Regions from separate parts of the Mus musculus genome. Here region 1 is linked to region 2. A link is a contact called in public promoter capture Hi-C data. All regions are on one chromosome and are shown on one strand. The core of a region is the stretch at or near the end of the contact, and the rest is flanking DNA. Distances in the headings are between cores, read along the strand shown. Region 1 overlaps Acacb (acetyl-Coenzyme A carboxylase beta). Region 2 overlaps Coro1c (coronin, actin binding protein 1C).

Region 1 (4,388 bases), core at 384-2,883, 320 kb before region 2:
GCAGGACAGTCCTGCCCAACAGTGATCCAAGCAGAAGCCTCCTCGCCAGCTTCACCCTGCCCCACGGGCCCTCCAGATCCGCAAGCCTCCCCATATCCACCAGTAGTCTCTCCCAGGCAGTGTGAACCGCAGGCCACAGGAGAGCAGTCCCAGCTCGGTGGCGACTGACCCGCCCTCAAAGCCCACCACCTAGCGTGGTGCACATGCGTGTGATCCCAGCACTCAGGAGGCAGAGGCAGGAGGATCGAGAGTCATCTCCGAACAACAGCAACAGCAAAAGCCTCATTCTGCCTGCCTTCCATGCTGTCCCCACATCCCAGGAGAGCAAGGAGAAGACTGTGCGCCCTACCTTTCCAGGGAGTGCAAGAATTCCGTCATGCAGGTTCTGAACATCGCGTCTGCCACATTCAAGGCCCCACACACCACCCCAAGCATGATGTCCGGCTTCTCTGCCTAGAAAAAGACTCCAGGTCTCAGTACCCGCGGGAAGCACGGATCTCTGCGTACACCCACACCCCGCCCTGGGAGGGAGGGTGGAGAGGTAAAGCGGCCTCTTACCTGCACCCGCTGAGCGATGAGGTGGTCCAGCCACCCCGTGTCGATATCGTTGTTCTGGAAGCTCTCGGTCTCCAGAAGGTTAACGAGATACTCCACAGTGGTCCGGAAGTCACCCCGGATGGACAGTTCCTTCAAAGCCACTACCATGTTCCTGGAGAGACACAGGACTGGTTTCCACGTTTACCCACGGTTCCTGGGAAGTTTGGGATTTGTTTTTTTCAGTGCGTCTGAGCGCACGGGAGGCACATGGACCGGCTTGAGTGACCTCACTTGAGTAACTTAACCACCCCGGGGCCTCAGTTACCTCGTCTGAAAAATGGGGTGATAACCTTGCCACCTGCAGTACTTGAGGGATGCTCCACATAATGCCGTTGCAGTCAACAGGTCTCAGAGTTTAGATCATCCTGATAGGTAATGATTCGAAGAAAGGGGTGGGGCCTCTCTGACTGAGCGCCTGTTCGGCCTCCCCTTGGTCTATTCCCATCTCCTGTCTCATAAAAGCCACTTCTGCCTGTCCCCTGGCTGCTCTGTCCAGGTGTGTCATGGGGAGGTCACATGAAGCCACAGGTCAGTCTCAGGACCTAAATCTGTATGTAACTCGGCCACGCAACTGAGGAAGACTGACTGCCACAGAGGGGTTTGTCTATAGCACGGATCAGGGAGCCAATCACAGAGTCCGGCAAGTGCTTTCCTCTGCTAGACTCTGTCAGCAGTATAAGCTGGAGTTTCTCTAAGTCTGTAGCAGCTGCAGACAGCGCCACAGTCTGAGCCTCTCCGGGAACATGCCGGGCCCACCCACTTCCTTCCGTTAATTAAGTCTCATTTGTTGCAAGTCTCCCTCCACTTTCCCGGAGGACCTCAGTTTGCCACGGAACACGATTAAAATGAATTAGCCTAAGCTGACAGAGGGACAGCACCATCAAAACTGTCAAACTCTCACCCTAAATCAATTCACAGTTAAACAGCCAGACCAGAGTCTAACATTTTTTTAAATGAAATACTCTCGATGCCTTTGGGCTCTTTACGCTCTGAAGAGTGGTTTGGTTGCCTGGCAGCACAGGATGCTTAACTACAACACAAAGTGCGTTTCACCTTCCTGGACTGGTGTAGAGGCAGGGAGATGTTAAGAGGAAAGACAGGGGGAGTATTGGGTTAATATGAGTTTCTCAGTCTGTTTAACTGTGACAGGATTTGCTAAGCAGGGATCACAGGCCATGTCACAAGCGTGGAGTAGAGAGCAGGGAGGAAGAGGAACCCCAGAAGAAACTGAGTCTTGGAGTAAAGATGGTGTGCAAACTATGAGGTGTTAAAGGTGCCCCCACCCTCTCCTGAGCCGAGTGCTGGGCACCGTTTAGACAGCTTTGAATGGTTTAGGGTCTCTTTGAAGTTAGCTCTCTTGCACACTCAAGACCCAGGGGCCTGGTGGGCTCCCTGCTCTTCACCACAGGTCTCCAACAGAGGAAGAGAATTGTTCTTGAACTTCAGTACTTAAAACAGTAAGTGATGCATAGGGAAGGACCTGTGTGTGTGTGTGTGTGTGTGTGTGTGTGTGTGTGTGTGCAGGTGCATGCACACTGATGCAAGTATATATGGGTCACAGGAGTTTGGTGTATGTGTGCATGCATGTGTGTGTGTGTGTGTGCAGGTGCATGCACACTGTTGCAAGTATAAATGGGTCACAGGAGTTTGGTGTATGTGTGCATGCATGTGTGTGTGTTCAGGTGCATGCACACTGTTGCAAGTATAAATGGGTCACAGGAGTTTGGTGTATGTGTGCATGTGTGCATGTGTGTGTGTGTGTGTGTGTGTGTGTGCAGGTGCATGCACACTGTTGCAAGTATAAATGGGTCACAGGAGTTTGGTGTATGTGTGCATGCATGTGTGTGTGTATGTGTGTGTATGTGTGTGTATGCGTGTGCATGCACCTCCAGCTGCCTTGTGGAGTCTGGGGTCAAACTCAGGTATTCAGGCCTATACACAAGTACTTCTGAATGTTTCTAGAACTGGGAAGCGGGGTTGGAGGAACGGGAAGGGAACCGGAGATACTGACGAAATGGCCTCTTCACGGTTCTCGCCCCAGGAGAAGCAGTGCCCAAACTGGGAATCGGCGAACTCGTGCAAGCCCCCAGCAGCGGCCACGCTGAAGTAACCCCACACGTTCTTGTTGCTGCGGAAGTTCAGCTCCTGCACTGTCCCCGAGCTTGGCTTAAAGCCCTGGAGCCCAGACAGAGGAAAAAGAGAAACAGAAGTCAGTTCTCTGAGCACTTGGTTGGGGAGATAGCCCAGTCCCGCAAATAGCACTGACTTCCCAAGCAGAAGGACCTGTGTTCGATCCCCACAGCACTCACAGACTGGACATTTTCATAGCTAAAAATGTAAGTGAAGAGTGGGAAGGACACTCAGTGGTTAGGAACACTGCCCACTCCTGCAGGGAACCTGGATGTGGTTCTCAGTACCAACACGGTGGCTCATGAACATATGTGACTCCAGTTCAGGAAGTCCAACACCCTCTTTTGCTCTCCTCCAGTAGCAGGCCCACGTATGGTGTACACACATGCAAGCAAGCAAAACGCTCATATGCATAAACTAAACACACACACACATATATGTATGTGTATATATATATATATATATGTATATATATACACACACATATATACATATATTTGTATATACGTGTGTATGTATATTGTGTGTGTGTGTATATATATATATATAAACATATATACACACATATATATAATATATATTATATATTAATTTTAAATAAACTAGGTATGGTAGCACATGCCTTTAATCCCAGCACTCTGGAGGCAGAATTGGGCATATCTCTGTGAGTCTGAGGCCAGAGTTATTATAGAAAGGCCTTGTTTTAAACACACACACACACAATCTTTGATTAAAAAATAAAACAGGAAGGTCTGGAGAGAAGGCTCAGCAGTTGAGAGCAGTCTCTTTCAGAGGTCCTGAGTTCAATTCCCAGCAACCACATGGTGGCTCACAACCATCTGTAATGGGATCCAATGCCCTCTTCTGGTGTGTCTGAAGACAGCAACAGTGTACTCATAACACACACACACACACACACACACACACACACACAGAAACCAGAAGAGACTGGTGAGCCCCAGAACAATGAGGGGTTGGTTTGGAAGCAATGAAGCCAGCTAAATTGTTTTCAAGACCCAAGGAAGAAGAATAAGCCTCAAGGGGACCTCCCACAGGCTCCCTAAAACACAGGACTACAGCAAAGAGCACAGAAACCAAGAAACCCCAGAACTTGGGCTCCAAACCTGGCTACACAAGCCAAAGATGGGAACCGTGTGGCGAGTTGGGAGGGCTTACCTGACCCCGGCAGGCTGGAACATGACCACCACCCAGTGAGGCCATGGGAGTGAGGGGCCATGTGAAGTGCTTGCTGAAGCCCAAAGCTATGACCAATAGCTTCCACCCAGAGTTTCTTGGGTATAAGCTGAGAATTCTGAGTGCCAGCATACCCACACCAAAGACCAGGGCCCACCCTTCGCCACAAGTCTGCAGTTGGTGTAGACACAGGGACCCACACTTGCCTCATCTGGGTTTTCGCTGGTGATCCTGGCTGCAATGACGTGGCCTCGGGCAATGGGAGGGCTCAAGGGGGTTTCAAAAGGAATGGGGGTCACTCCCCAGGGGGACTCTCCGTACAGAAGCCGTATGTCCTTCAGTCGGTGCAGGGGCACGCCCATGGCGATCTAAGGAAGAACCCATCGCACAGGTTAGTGTGCTAGGATCCTGGCCCTGAGACATGAAGAGTAACAGGGATGTGAAGAAAAGGCTCAGTCAACACTTCC
Region 2 (4,441 bases), core at 24-2,523:
ATGTGTATCTGTTTATGTGTGTGCACGCTCTCTTTTCTGCATATGTATCTGTTTATGTGTGTGTGCACGCTCTCTTTCCTGCTTCTGCTAGGGATTTACAACACGCCTCTGTCCTTCTGAGCTCCACACAAGATGCTCGGTGAGTGTAGGGACATCCACAGTGGTCACTCCGTGACACCAGTCACTCAGTGACACCCACTTTCTCTCTTCTGAGCTTGGTTGTTGGGTTTGCTCTCTGGTGGGCTCCCTTTCTCTCCTTATACATGGTGTGTATGCCCGTGCATCCCCCTCTATGTGTGCATCTCCCTGTGTATGTGTGTGTGGGGGGGTGGGGGGCAGAGAGAGAGAGAGAGAGAGAGAGAGAGAGAGAGCGCAGAGCGCGAGCAAGACAGACCTGCAGACATGTTTGGTTTTGTTTTTGCATACTTTTCTATTGAGTTGTTTTGTTTTTTTTTTTGTTTTGTTTTTTTTTGTTTTTTGAGACAGGGTTTCTCTGTATAGCTTTGCCTACTTGTTCAGTAGACCAGGCTGGCCTTGAACTCAGAGATCTGCCTGCGTCTGCATCCCAAGTGCCTGGGATTAAAGACATGTGCCACTATATCCGGCTAACTGAAATTGTTTTGTGCTTGTGTGTGTGTGTGTGTGTGTGTGTGTGTGTGTGTGTACCAAATGTGGGGGCTCTGAGGGAGCAATAAACACTCTAACTGCTGACTGAGCCTTATCTTTTGAAACGCTTGCTGGATGTGCTGGTGGGGGCTCTAGCCTTTGTAGAATGGTGACTTGTAGAATGGCTGAAAAGGTGGTGGCTTTGGAGAGCGACCAGTATGGAGGTGTGTTCCTTGAGTCTTTGCCACAGTAGAAGCTGTGTCTGACTCACTGCTGAAGGAAGAACTCACACTGTTCCACAGTGAATGCTGTTGGCCCAGTGTAAGCCCTTAGCATCTCGTACCAAGCATTCAAAGTGTACAGTCCCAGGAGGCAGCAGGGAAGGACAGATAGCAGCTGGGTTACAGAATGCAGGGTGTGGGGTCGTGCCACTGGGCTTCCAGCTCTGCCCAGCCACATGCTCCAGCAGTGCAGAGAGGACACTGCTACACAAGCCTTGCAAAGGTGGACAGAGGCTCTGGCATAAACTTTCTCTGTGTCTAGCAGTGGGAGGGATGTAGACGGCGAGAAATAGCATTGCCCACCTCAGGTCCCACATGGCACAGACAGACAGCTGTTGGCCTCTTCTCTTCACAGCGGTCTAGTTTTCTGTGAATTTGTCAGGGTTTGGCTGTGTGCCGGCTCCACTTAGCTTTCTTTATCCGAGTTCCATTTGTCTTTTTGAACAGAATGCTGTACAGCAGCAGACGGGAAAATTACATCAAGTGCTGGCTAGAAACCTGAGGTGTGGGGCCTGGGGCCCGAAAGAAGCACCAAGCCTCCCATGTTCATGCCCATCTGGCTCCCCAGAGAGGTCCCAGGGCCCCAGCCAGCTGTCACCCACAATCCCCATGCCCAGCTTCCTCTACAAGCAGTTGAGTTGCCTGACCCTGAGCCTCCATCCTGGTCTCTTTTCTCCTCCACACTGGCGTGTTCCCTTCCTTCTGTCCAGCTGCCTCTGCCATGCAGTTCAGGCTTTGGCTGCTGTGGCTTGTAGCCCAGTGTATAGCTCTTCACGTTGGCTAGAATGGAGCTGGCAGACTCCCTGTCCCTGAGGCCTTCATCAGCCACTTCCCGTTTAATTACAGCTCCTTGTTCTAAGACCCGGCTCTTGACTTCTGTGGCAGCCTCAGGTCAGATTTCCTCACTGGCCCTTGGCAGCCAGCGGGCGGTCTGGGTAGTTCTGTGGGCAGCACAGGGGGCCAGGGCAGCAGCCTCTCTGCTCCTGAGCCTGCATAGCTGGTGGTGTGGAGTGACTCAGGAGCCAGCACAGTGCTCAGACAGAGGGATGCTGGTGTCGGCGTGAGGGAGGGTGTTGAAGAACTGGAAACCGACCCTGGCAGGCTGAGGAGAAAGCCACCAAATCACGTCTTGTTTGAGGATTTCCTTCAGCTTCCCACCCACAAAGCTCCTTCGCTTAGGTGGTTTCCTATCTCCAAAGTAGGAAGGGTGGAATGTGTTTTCCCACCCACCCCGAAAGGTGGATTTCCCTTCAGGTCCTGCCTTGATCCTTCTCTTGAAGTGAGCACTCTCTTCTGCCTCTGGATGCTGTGAGCTTTGCCACCTGTTTTGCCGTGCTCTCCCCGCTTCTTCTGCACAGGATCTGGGATTTGCACCTTCCAGGAGCGCCGGCCGTGCCGAGGTGCTGTTTCCAGCTTGCCTGGTGTGGAAGCGCAGCTTTGGTGCACGCAGCTCTCACACACTTCTCGCTGCTCTCTTTTCACAGACACGATGCGGCGAGTGGTGCGGCAGAGCAAGTTCCGCCACGTCTTTGGACAGGCGGTGAAGAATGACCAGTGCTATGACGACATCCGTGTCTCCCGAGTCACCTGGGACAGTTCCTTTTGTGCCGTCAACCCCAGATTCGTGGCCATCATCATAGAAGCGAGTGGGGGAGGGGCCTTCCTGGTGCTCCCTCTGCACAAGGTGAGTGAGCGAGCGACATCCCCTTCTGGAGCTGGAGATACAAGGAACTCAGGTCCTCGGCCAGGGCTCTGACCACTGAGCCATCTCTTCAGCCTGTGGCCTTTCGGGTTTTGAGTTGTAAATTGACCACAAGCTCAAGAAAATGTCCCAAGGGATGGGTTTTAGCTCTGTGACTTCGTTGTCCTGTTGCTTAGGTGTATATGACCCTGGTCCCAGCCCTGCTGCCAGAGTAGCGGGTGCTGGAGGTGTCTACACAGACAGACCCAACACAGGATTCACGGTTTATCCCGAGTCTCAGTAGTAAGCTACAGCCCAGGATTTATACTGTTTGACTGGCTGGCTCTGTGTGCACTCCTTCTCAGGGGCGCACTGCTCTTTTCCTGAGCCGCCCCAGCTGGGTGTAAGATGGAGCATTTGTGTGCCTGTTCTCCTTAGCTTGTAGGAGGAAAAGTCCTGAGCTCCAGAGCTAAGGGTGTAGTGCCACAACATGACGTGGAAGTGCAGGTGTTGAGTACAGCCAGCCGTCACCTTGCGCTGAAAATCTACAGGCCGCAATGGGAAACTGGGGCACGCCTCACTGTGGATCGTGGGTTCTGAAAGTCAGCGTCCACCTCAAGAGCATAGCTTGACATCACGTGGGGAAGCTTCCGGTTCCTGTACTCTCAGATGTCCGGGACTAGCTTGTTCTGGTTAGTACCTGTGCTTGGCTTCGATAGAGGAATTGGGTCCCCTGGAGCTACAGATAGTTGCGAGCCCCCTGCTATGGGTGCAGGGACTAGAACTTACGCCATCTGGACATGTCCTTAGCCACTGGGCCGTCTCCAGCATGTGTAGTCCTTTATTAGTAGTGGGGAGTGCTCAGGAACTTGACTTTTTTGTTGCTAGGGCTCAGGCCAGCCAGCTGAGAGGACAGCCACGGCCTGTCAGCCAGGTCAGGAACTCACGGTCTGCCTGGAGTTAAAGCATTTTTCTTTTTATAAACTGAGGAACGAATTCAAGACATTCTTTTCTTCAAAGAAATGGAACAAGCCAATTAAGAAGCCCAAAATAAACTCTGAATGGCTAATCTTGCACAGGGTTCAGACAGTTCCTCCAGCTTCCACATCCACAAAAGGCTCTGTGAGCCCGCCTGTGCTTCTGCAGACCACGGGAGACTCTGGCCCTCACGGCGCTCGCAGAGACCTGTGTGGCGACGTGGTTCTTACTTAGGTTAGTGGCCTGCATTAGTCAGTATCACTCCATCTCTGTCGGAATGAGAGTGCCCACTCGTCCTTGACTGCGGAGAGAGCCTAGTGGGTAGAGTTAGCGTGAGGACCTGACTTCGGATCTTCAACATCCTCTGACAAGCCAGGCTCAGTGATGCTTGTCCGTAACCCCATCACTAGGGGTCCGAGGCAGGAGGAGCCTAGGGGCTCTCTGGCTGCCAATCTATCCAACTGGTGAGCTTCAGATTCATTTGGAGACACTGTCTCAAAACGGGGGTGGGGGAGGCAAGAGAAGATACCTCCACACGTATACACACATATCCCTCCAGCCCCCCCCCCCCCCCGTTACTATGCCTCAGTCACATGTTGGCTTTGGGAGGTGCCTATCTTTTGGGCCTTTCTCGGCTATGATTCTGTCTGTGTGGCTTTGTCCTGCAGGTGAGGGTGGTGGTCAGTCCTGTGCTATGGTGGAAGGCCTGGCTGCGAGCCCCAGGTCACTTGACCTGATGTTTCTGCCCTTCTGGGCTGCTGCCTGGTCACTGGAGCATCAGTAGCTGAAGCAAATAGGACCATCCTCACTGTTGGCAGGAAATACCTACCCTGTAATAATAGATGGTTTCTGAGTGAGGGTTGTGGATTTTACATTGCTGCTGATATTTGATTGT

The links. Capture Hi-C pulls out chosen DNA fragments and counts their contacts.
Region 1: a contact with region 2 is called in a promoter capture Hi-C map of adipose tissue. The contact joins two enhancer-like sites. A contact is called at or near these places in 1 of 115 datasets of contacts at active chromatin or transcription factors (embryonic stem cells) and 1 of 9 other capture datasets (adipose tissue).

What each region holds. Positions count from the first base shown.
Region 1 is chr5:114,196,561-114,200,948 of GRCm38.p6, reverse strand. It overlaps Acacb (acetyl-Coenzyme A carboxylase beta), which reads right to left. Exons shown (of 52, transcript NM_133904.2): 11 at 4,128-4,289; 12 at 2,609-2,772; 13 at 559-709; 14 at 350-453. Among named protein-coding and RNA genes, the nearest start is that of Acacb, 33 kb to the right of the region's middle. Within about 2 kb of position 1,633, at least 74 of the 459 cell types and tissues checked have an H3K27ac peak or open chromatin away from gene starts, as enhancers often do. A contact at or near this core is called in adipose tissue, where this site is marked.
Region 2 is chr5:113,880,088-113,884,528 of GRCm38.p6, reverse strand. It overlaps Coro1c (coronin, actin binding protein 1C), which reads left to right. Exons shown (of 11, transcript NM_011779.3): 2 at 2,372-2,571. The coding sequence starts at 2,377. Among named protein-coding and RNA genes, the nearest start is that of Gm42005, 9.0 kb to the right of the region's middle. Within about 2 kb of position 1,273, at least 94 of the 459 cell types and tissues checked have an H3K27ac peak or open chromatin away from gene starts, as enhancers often do. A contact at or near this core is called in adipose tissue, where this site is marked.